Regions from separate parts of the Mus musculus genome. Here regions 2 and 3 are each linked to region 1. Evidence: chromatin contacts called from public Hi-C and HiChIP or PLAC-seq data. All regions are on one chromosome and are shown on one strand. The core of a region is the stretch at or near the end of the contact, and the rest is flanking DNA. Distances in the headings are between cores, read along the strand shown. Region 1 holds the start of St8sia4 (ST8 alpha-N-acetyl-neuraminide alpha-2,8-sialyltransferase 4). Region 2 has its middle 95 kb from the start of St8sia4. Region 3 has its middle 28 kb from the start of 4930598F16Rik.

Region 1 (3,227 bases), core at 479-2,978:
GGAAAAAATGAAAATGATATTTTCTGCATGTGAACATGATATTTTTTCTTGCAACAAACAGCATTTTTATACACCCCAGCCAATACCACTTCCCTTTAACCCATGAGAAACTGTTTTATTTTTCTCCCTGCTGCTACTTGAGAAGTCTGTGTAACTAAAATGCATTAAGGTAAGCAGGATTTGCGTGGACATCAATCCACTGGAAAGGCTCCCAGCAGGCCACTTGTAATGTCAATAAAGACTCATAATTGCTTGCTCCTTGATGCATTTTAGACTTGGCTCTTTGGTTGCCTGTCCTGCAGAGATTAGGTTCTCAAAACTTAGGAGACTTAACTTCCTAAACCTTGAATAGAAACTGACACACATAAACAGGGTCTTATACTAAGCTCTGTTGGTTTACTTTTAAAGACCTCAGCAGCTAGGCAAAGGTTCTAGAACCTCGGGTTTTAAGCAAGGGTCATGTCTTTCTACTTAATGCTGCTCCTTGAGTCACTCTGAATTCTTCCTAAGTCCAAGGATACCCAAATCCTGGTGGTGAGCCTTCTCATTTGCTGATGTGGAAAGTGCAAACTTAATGGGCTAATGGACTAGCAAAGGTACTGCTCAGTGAAGGAGCAGGAAGTCAGACTTCAGAGCCTCTGGAATCCTGGGGCCAAGGCACACAGATAGGAAGGAGTCTGGTTTCCAGGCTCTGTCTCCTGCTGAGGAAGCATGTAGATGTTAGGTGTGATAAGCCTGAGCAGTCAGCTCTCTTGAATGTGCCAGAAACTAGGAATGGAGAGGTGCTCAGCTAGAATACTCAGAAAGCGCGCCAGCTGCACAATACAATAGAAGTAAAAAAAAAAAAAAAAAAAAAAAAAAAAAAAAAAAAAAAAAGGTAGGCGGGAAGAGGGGTGAAAATCAGAGCCCAATACACTTCAGTTGGATTTTCAAGAGGAGCCTGCCTTTCCTGCTTTTTACCCTTCCTTTCTTCTTCCCTAGGATTACGAATGTGTTGGTGGGTGTGCCGGAGGACGCTGCCTTTTCTCAGAATTCTGGTCTCAGCAGTGAAGTTTAAATGGCATTGGATTTGCCTTCACTTCGTGAGGAGTTTCCAAACGACAACGCGTGGGTCACAGAAGTGTCCATAATGTTCGTAAGGATGCCTCCGACTTCACTTGCTTACCTCAAGCTTCAAGCTGGGATCCTCATTACCCATCCACTCTGCGGGCGAGATCAGCTCATCAGCTCCTGTGAATAATCGTATTTTCCAGACAGAGTTGTGCACTGAATAATGAACGTTCCCCTTCCACTTCCCTGTTGGATTTCACTGTGCTTCGGTCGGGTTTATTCGCCCGTGCGTTTACGTATGTTTAGCAAACACGCTTTGAATGATAGGCTGCTTTCTCGAGCTATCCTTATCCCTAGCCATTGCGTTCCTCTGGTGGGATGAGTCTCATCTTTCTCAGATGAGATGAATGCTGGTGTCGAAGCTGGCGGATCTGGAGCCTTGACGTTTGGGCGTCCTAGGAGATAGTGTGGTTCTGTGTGTGTCTGTGGTTTGGGGGCATGTGCGCAAGAACGCGTCCGCGTGCGACTGTGAGCTTCCTCCACCCGGCATAGTGCAGACCGAGCTCACAACGACTCTCCGAGCAGCCGCCAGTAACGCAAGGCAACAGCAGCCTCCGCCCCCTCAGCACGGTGATTGGCTGGCCTTGCTTATCGTTTCCCTGCTACGGCGAGGAAAGGGCCAGTGACGCCCCCGAGCCCAGCTGCAGAAGAAACCGCCACCTCCAATGCACAAGGTGTCACATTTGAAAAGAAACCTGAGCCCCAGGGAGGCGGCGCAGAGCGACCCGGGCCCGGTAAGCGCTAACTGCGCGGCAGGGAGCTGGGCAGCGCTGGAGAACCGGGAGAGCTCCACCGCTGAACATCCTAGCGACCTGATTCTGGGATCTCGGCTCCACGCTCCCTTCGCAATTTTCAGATTTCTCCCCCTTGATTATCATCCCAAAACGGAGCCTTTATACCAGGAGAAGGTGCCTGAGCTGGGACAACCAGGACTTTCCCGGGCACCCAAGATGCGCTCAATTAGAAAACGGTGGACCATCTGCACTATAAGTCTACTCCTGATCTTTTATAAGACAAAAGAAATAGCCAGAACTGAGGAGCACCAAGAGACGCAACTCATCGGGTAAATGCATGTTCAAGGATATGACACCAAATCAAGCCATAGTGAAGTGTGCTTAGAGCCGGGAGAGTGACGTTTTTGGAGTGCTGTGTGTATTGGTTTGGGCGTGCTTGTGCAGAGTGTCATGAATTAAATAACAAAGGCTCTTTGGAGGTGTGTGTGCATGTTTCCCATGCTGGTTCTAGGATGAGTTTAACTTGCCCTGTGCAATGGTGGTGGTGGTGGTGGTGGTGGTGGTGGTGGTGGTGGTGGTGGTGGTGAAAGATGTATTGGCACAGGGTGCAGCTCACCAAAGAAGTCACTGCAGAAGTGTCAACAAAGAACGAGTGCCCTTGTCAGTTTAACGCTTGAGCAGAATTCAGAGATGTCTTTACTCCTCAAGCCTTCTCTTTCTTTCTTTCCTTCTGTGTCCCGCCAGTCTATGAGGACACCATAAAAAGCGGCGTTCTCCAAAGTTTATGGTCACAGAAGTGAAGTGGGTCTTTACTCTTTTTTGTTTGTTTTTGTTGGGGGAGGGGACGCCTGTAAGATCTATTTTCTTTCTTTCTTTCTTTCTTTCTTTCTTTCTTTCTTTCTTTCTTTAAGTTAGACATTTCAGTATCAATAAGGAAAATTCCTTATTCACTCCTCTACGTATAAAACTCCCGGGTTTCATGGTTACAGTTTTAGAAGGGAACTGGGAACTGCGCCTTTACAGACCATATCTGCTCTTTTTTTTTGAGTTTGTCAAGATGTGATCAAAATCTCCGCCCCATTAAGTTCTGTAAATATCTCACTTCCTTCCTCTCTCCCCTGGCTTCTCTGCCTTTGAAGTCTATCCGGGAGCAGAGCGAGCGATTTGTAACTTCTTGTCTCTGACAAGGCTTGGAAGCGCACATCTGAGGATATGGCCCTGTTGTCAACTCTGTTAAAAGTCCTGTTTCGGAAATCCTCCCAAGTCCGGAGCTTTCCACAGTCGGAAACTGCACTGGCTGAGATTTCCTTCTGTTTTTACATTGTCTCTGGCATCTTTGAAACGAAGAAGGATGCTTTGGCATTTTTGTGTGTGCGCGGTTTT
Region 2 (3,227 bases), core at 458-2,957, 95 kb after region 1:
CGCAACATGGTACATTAGCCCTAGGAGTATAGTACTACGTGCATCCCTTATTGGTAGCCAATGACACTCTAATTGAATATAACACCTACACAAAAAGAGGGTACCTATTCCTGGTACTGTAACCCTAGCCAACTATTCAGGAATAGTGAAGTTATAGTTCATGTAAAGGAACCTATGGCCATCACTTTATAAATCAATACCATCCCTCATTACATTCTAAATTTTTGTACCCATGGCCAAAGATAAGTGTAGTCCGTGTCCCACATCAGGGAAACTTCTCATTACAGCAGATAGAAACCGTTACAAAAATGACAACCAATCAAAAGGCAGAGCTATAAAGCCCAGTCCTACTTGATAGATATATAAAACATATCTTGCACATAAGGCTTGAGGAGGTAGAAGTATTGGAAGAGCCTTCAAGAGGAGGTAGAAGTATTGGAAGAGCCAAATTAGAGTATCTGCTGTGAGCTAGTATCTCATATTACTATCAGAAGGTATATCCCAGAAAGTCTCACCCATATGACTGCATAACCTGGGTTGAACAAAGATAACAATATGAAACATACAGATGTAGATTGGGGGAAGCTCCCAAAGCTCCAGTTCTCCACAAAGATCTGTGGGCAACTAAGGAAATCCCAGAGTGGGAGAAGTGGTCATGCTCATGGAAGAACACATTAATTTTGTTCTCTGTGGCAAATAAACAGCTCTGAAAATATACCTACAAGTAATAATATACACAACGAGGTGTGTGTGTAACAAGAATCAATGATAAAAAGAAAGATCACCAATGTGCAGTCAAGTGTTCAACCACTCAACTATACTCTCAACACCATGGATTTGAGAAAGGATAGGGGAGTTATATGACAGAGTCTGGTGATAGAAAATGGAAGCAGAAATTATGTAATTACCTTTTAACTTCAAAAGAAAGAATGTAATACCATCATCCCCCATGGGTAGCTGGCTGGATTTAGATAGTACAGGGTGACAAGTACAGAGGAAATAGGTATAGTGATCTCAAAGGTCACTATGAAGTAAAATAAGTGATGGATTTAGAAAGTTCATTAAAACATATTGCTAGCTAACACATGACAAAAAGGAGTGAGGGGGATATCACTACATTCACACAGTTCACACGCTTCTGCTTCTGTGCTGAGAAGGCAAGGAAGTGTCTGGATCAAGCTGATCAGCTACTGGCCCAGAGAGCGGGGTAGAACAATCCTTTCAAAACGCAAAAAGATTCTAGCAAGGAGATTGCTTCATCAAATCCCTGAAGGGAAAAAAATCGGTATCTATACATAAAGAAATATCTTCCCAAATATTTCTGAACTTTTCTGGAGTACATTCGTGTTAGTTGATTGCAGCACATTTTAAGACTGTACATGCCGTCGTTGTTGATTTGTGGGGACTTTCATAATACATAACCGGAAAGTGAATAAGCAAAAGCTAGAGGGAAAGCCACAGGTCTGCGGTGAATTTGTCTTTCTCACTCATTTGCTATAAAATCAATCTAGTTTTTTAAAAAATTCTTTCCTGTTGTGTTAATTGCCTATTTGCTTATAGTAAAACCAGCCTGACAAAGGCTACCTATAGAAATAAGGATTGATTTGGGATTATAGTTCTATCAAACAGTTCAAAATGACAAAGATGAGATTGCATCAGGCAGCCAGAGAAGACAGCTCATTGACCAGCTAGAAGCTGAGAGAGGAAAACAGAAGCACATCAAAGCTATAATCTCCAATGAGTTCTTACTCCCACAAGGCTACTTCCTAAAGGTTTTGTATCCTCCATGGAACAGCAACTGGGGACCAAGTATTCCAATGCCTGAACCTATGTGGGAATTCTTTCCTCAAACTGCCTAACTTGTTAACTATAGAAAGTTATAATGCTGTCAAAGACTCTAATATCTGACACAGCTAAGATCCAGTAATTGATAGAATATGATTTTAATATTTAGAAAAATTTTATGATGCACCAGTAGGACTAGTTATGAAACTATAAAAAGCTAGCTGCCCCAATCCCAGAAAATGAAGCAATATTGCCATGTAATTAAAACACTCAAGAATTTAGAGTCCTTCATTTTCCTTGATAATTTACAACATCTTTATATTTTTCAATGACATGTGGCTTATGCTGCATGATTTTTAGCAAGAATAAAAGATGAATTGTGAGTCATCAGATACTGTTGGATATTTCTCTTATCATTTTGTTTGTTGGTGCTATTTCTACAAATACTTATATTTTTAAATTTTTATTTGATATTCTAGACCATGAACAAACATTTTTCAAAGTACGTTTCTGTTTAAATGCTCAGATAAAAAAACAAAACAAAAAACAACAACAACAAAAAAAAACTTCTCTGATGGCATCCTCTTAACGATTTTCCAGATGCAACACCAGTCTCTCTGCATGGGTCAAAATGTGCTCCCTATGCACACCTGCATATCTCAAGTAAAAAAGTTCTGTTAATTATAGGTTGGTTCTCTAGGTAAGCATTTTTCCTCACTGCAAGCATTTAAATCTATTTGCTCCAAAGGAAACAGGCTATCTTAAGGAGAAAATACATGCAGGTGACGAGAACCCTGATTGTATTAAATGATAGCTATTATAGATCTAAATGTAGTTTTATGATACTCTATGCCCATCACTTTTCAGAAACTTTTTCTGGTCTCTTTTGGTTTCTTGGTGCTTAAACTTTATGGGCTATAAGGTAATAACTACTTTTTGTGGCCCGTGAGTATACAACTGAGAACTTTGCAACAAAATACAGAGTAACAAGGGAAAATGCACAAGTTTAAAATATGTGACATACAGCATAGTAGCCCTTAGAAATGATGACTCAGAGAACTTAAGAAAAACTAATTTCGTGTTTAGGTTTGGTAACCAGTTTGGTAATCATGGGAAAACCTTGAGAAGTAAGTTTGAAGAGCCCAGGAGAAACTTAATCTAGACCAGTTTTTTTCAGATTATTTTATTTGTCATAAAATTTTAAAAATAAGGTATTTCTTCCTCTGGGAATAGCAAAGGTCCCTTCTGAATGAGGATCTCATGGCCTACTCCTTGAGAGACATATGACCATATGGCCTTATAGTTATATAGAACATATGGCCTTATAGTTATATAGAACATGTGTCCTTATAGTTTTATGTTCTGCTTCGGGAGGAGGTGAGTACTTCCTGTTTTTCATATTTTCTCAGTACTCCATTGACCACATGCCCAAACTTTATCAC
Region 3 (3,227 bases), core at 545-3,044, 77 kb before region 1:
TCCCACAAAATTTTCAATCTAACTGTCCTTATGAAGATCCATTGATGAGATGATCCTTCATAACTGCAGGCCTGACCATCAGTCTTTCAGCACATAGCCATTTCAGCATCTAAGTTTTCCAGCCTGCCAGTCTTATGAATGATCTGTTCTTTTCAGCCAGTTTCTTGAGCTGTTCTCATGCAGGAGAGATCAGCTTTTTGTATCATTTGGGTTGATGTCTTTCAGCATCTCTTCTATCCTTGAGTCTCTCCTTTCATGTGGAAGCTTCTATTACTTGAATCCTATCTTTATCAATTTTGATGGAACCCATAGTCTGTTATCACTGTGATTTGCTATCTTTGAGGCTCATGCACCATTCCTTTCTCCAGGTTAAAGACTCCAGATGCTTTGGGGTTTCTCCAGTATCTCTGGCTGTCCAGCTGAACTCCAAAAATTGATGCTTCCTCTGGAGACAATCCAAGGTGAGTCTAGTCTGCACTTTCTGTCATATGTGTCCTGTCCTGTGCAATGTTTCTGCAATACATATTTATGGATATAAAGATGTGTGTGTGTTTTGTTATGTGTATTTGCTTTTCCCAGCATTCATATGAAGATAGATAATGACTCCACAGAGAAAAAAAATCACCAGCTCTTAGCTCAAATTAACATTAATTTTTGTTCAATGGTGTTTAATATATATTATATAATGTGCTTTCACTGACTAGTAGAAGTAAGCACATGATGAGAGAACCGAATACTTTCAAGTCTTTCACAACATTAATGTAACATTTTAATAAAAAGAAATGATATTTCCTGTAAAATAATAAAAGAAAATAATATTAGTACAAAGTTTAACCAAAGATCTACACGTTTTGAAATTTGTTTTTCTTTTTATTTTAATATGTGCTATCTCTTTAAGGAGAATATAATCTAATACAGAGATCTTTTTGAGACCCAAAATTATTTTTCTTGTATCTATTTATGAATACATACTCAGATCCGCTGTAAATGTTACTTTTATTTCCTCAGATGAAGTGATAAGATGAGACCTGTACCCAAGCTGTACTAATACATGGCTTGAGATGAGCCCAGAACATTTCTTTCTGTTTTCTATCTGTCCCTCAGCCTAGGCCTGGAAGCTTCTACCCTCCATACAATCTAATCTTTGAAGATGACTGATTCAATCTGGCTTCTCTTGGCTTCACACTGACTTACTATGCTTGACCTCATACCAATGTTGGCAATGCATTCTAATCTTCTGGTTCCTTCTCTCTCTCTGGTTTGTTCTGTCTTCACCTGTGTCTAGCTTGCTCTCTCTGCCACCTGTCTTTATAAAATGGTCCTACTAAAACTGCCACACACATCTTTTTCTCTCCACTTCTCTTCCCTGTGCTGTTGTTGAGTAAGTTGGGCATATCCTATCTCTGACTCATTGTGTCGAATCTTTTTGATTCATCACTTTGTCTGCCCCTGAATTAGATCAATTAGATGTCCATTTCAAACATGGCTGCTTTCTTCTACAAATTATCTTTGCCTTCATTGTTAAGGATTAAAGGTGTGTACTACTGGTGTGTCTGTATTCCAGCCAGATCATACTGTAATCCAAGGTGTGTGTGCATTCTGGCCAGATCATATCTTTGGATTTGATCCCTTGCCAGCTAAGTCACGTTGCTGGATTTAAATTCCTCTACAATTCACACAATTTATTACTCTTTTCTATGTTTCTTTACTTTTTTATATTCACACACACAGGAAACCTTATCATTTCCTCCCTAACTCTGTGGCTTTCTTGATAAAAGTTAATCAGATTAAAGCAATGTATGCAAGATACATTTCTCTTAGCCCAGAATAAAACAAAACACAGACAATAACAAATATATACTGTTGAGGGGGTGTATTAAAACACATGGTAAGCCTCATAATTTTTTATGTTTCATGTTATTTATAAACGTTTTTTAATTCAGAGGTTATTACTCTTTATCCTTACTTCTGCATATGAGCCTGTAATCTTCCAAACTAAAGCCTGTCTTCTGAGAGTTATGTGGGACACCTTATTAATTTGTTTGATTCACATTGTTCTGGGGCCATTTGGAATAGTTAACTTCATTACTTCAGAAAGTAAGTTTTCAGAGACCTTTGTTCATATTCTAAAACATTCTGCTTACTTAGACAGGGAAGTCTTCTTGTACAAGCATTGCGTTTTATTACCTCTCTGACAGAAAAATAAGACAGAATTGAGAAAAAAAAAACACAAAAAATAATCGATAAATTATCATCATTTAGGACACTAGAGTATGATAAAATAGATAAGTGATCCCTAATTCCTTCTTCACTTGGGTTATTTCCAACATATAAATAGATGCATACATAAATATATACATACTTATACATATGCATAAGTGTATATATGCACAGGAACACACACACAAACACACACACTTATCTTTTTGCTGGACCAGAGTGATGCCTCATTGGTCTGGAGTACTTGTTCCTCTTCCAAACCAAGGTTTGATTCTCAACACTGACCTGCTAGCTCACAACCATCTGTAACACCAGTTTCAGTGGGTTCAGACTTCACTTTTGATCTCTATAGACACTGAACAAATGGGATGCATATACGTACAATTTGGCAAAATATCTGAACACATAAAGCAAAGTTTAAAAAACATATTTTTTATATTATTCCACCACAAATAACGATCAACATTTGTCTTAGGGTTTCCATTGTTGTGAAGAGATATCAAGACCAAGACAAAACTTATAAATGACAACATTTAATTGAAGCTAATTTGCAGGTTCAGAGAAATTCAGTCAATTATCATCAAGTGTAGAAACATGGCAGCCACCAAGCACGAATGGTGCTGGAGAAGGAACTGAGAGTTCTACATGGTTTTTTTTTTTTTGGAAGGGAACCAAGAAAAGATTGTCTTTAAGCAGCAAGGAGAGCCTACCCCTACAATGAAAGACTTCCTCCAATAATGCAACATCATCTACAACAAGGACAAACCTACACCAACAACCCACCTCCTAATAGTGCTACTCCCTGGGCCAAACATATTTAAATCACTAAAGCATTAAATTGCAAATATGTTTGAAATGTAAGAAGGTGCAGAGATATTACACCATTGTTACAGATTCCTCAAAGTGAGCTTAGTAAACACTGCTTAGGAAAGGGCTCCCAAATATCACTAGGAGACACAGCTCCTGGAAGTTCACTAAATAGTTTCTTCAAAGTAAAAACATGCCGG

What was found. A called contact is a pair of places that touch in the nucleus more often than the background predicts. HiChIP or PLAC-seq counts read pairs in DNA pulled down with a chosen protein or histone mark.
Region 2: a BATF HiChIP or PLAC-seq map of CD8 T cells shows a contact between it and region 1, with 11 read pairs. The contact joins the enhancer-like site here to the promoter of St8sia4 in region 1. A contact is called at or near these places in 2 of 39 promoter capture datasets (the HPC-7 cell line and neutrophils), 5 of 484 Hi-C or Micro-C datasets (the G1E-ER4 cell line, granulocytes, group 2 innate lymphoid cells and 1 more), 5 of 115 datasets of contacts at active chromatin or transcription factors (CD8 T cells, the SCID.adh cell line, bone marrow-derived macrophages and 2 more) and 2 of 9 other capture datasets (adipose tissue and liver).
Region 3: a Hi-C map of regulatory T cells shows a contact between it and region 1, with 3 times the contacts expected there. The contact joins the enhancer-like site here to the promoter of St8sia4 in region 1. A contact is called at or near these places in 6 of 39 promoter capture datasets (the C10 cell line, the HPC-7 cell line, HPC-7-derived erythroid cells and 3 more), 2 of 15 datasets of contacts at CTCF or cohesin (the G1E-ER4 cell line and pro-B cells), 32 of 484 Hi-C or Micro-C datasets (B cells, the BV-2 cell line, the Ba/F3 cell line and 19 more), 12 of 115 datasets of contacts at active chromatin or transcription factors (the 230-238 cell line, CD8 T cells, the HPC-7 cell line and 7 more) and 2 of 9 other capture datasets (adipose tissue and liver).

Annotation. Positions count from the first base shown.
Region 1 is chr1:95,666,095-95,669,321 of GRCm38.p6, reverse strand. It overlaps St8sia4 (ST8 alpha-N-acetyl-neuraminide alpha-2,8-sialyltransferase 4), which reads left to right and starts at 1,728. Exons shown (of 5, transcript NM_009183.2): 1 at 1,728-2,173. The coding sequence starts at 2,061. It overlaps Gm30431 (predicted gene, 30431), which reads right to left and starts at 1,621. Exons shown (of 4, transcript NR_166710.1): 1 at 1,166-1,621.
Region 2 is chr1:95,571,286-95,574,512 of GRCm38.p6, reverse strand. No RefSeq gene overlaps it. Among named protein-coding and RNA genes, the nearest start is that of St8sia4, 95 kb to the left of the region's middle. Within about 2 kb of position 1,707, at least 57 of the 459 cell types and tissues checked have an H3K27ac peak or open chromatin away from gene starts, as enhancers often do. A contact at or near this core is called in CD8 T cells, the G1E-ER4 cell line, the HPC-7 cell line and 5 more, where this site is marked.
Region 3 is chr1:95,743,163-95,746,389 of GRCm38.p6, reverse strand. No RefSeq gene overlaps it. Among named protein-coding and RNA genes, the nearest start is that of 4930598F16Rik, 28 kb to the right of the region's middle. Within about 2 kb of position 1,794, at least 9 of the 459 cell types and tissues checked have an H3K27ac peak or open chromatin away from gene starts, as enhancers often do. A contact at or near this core is called in the G1E-ER4 cell line, group 2 innate lymphoid cells and regulatory T cells, where this site is marked.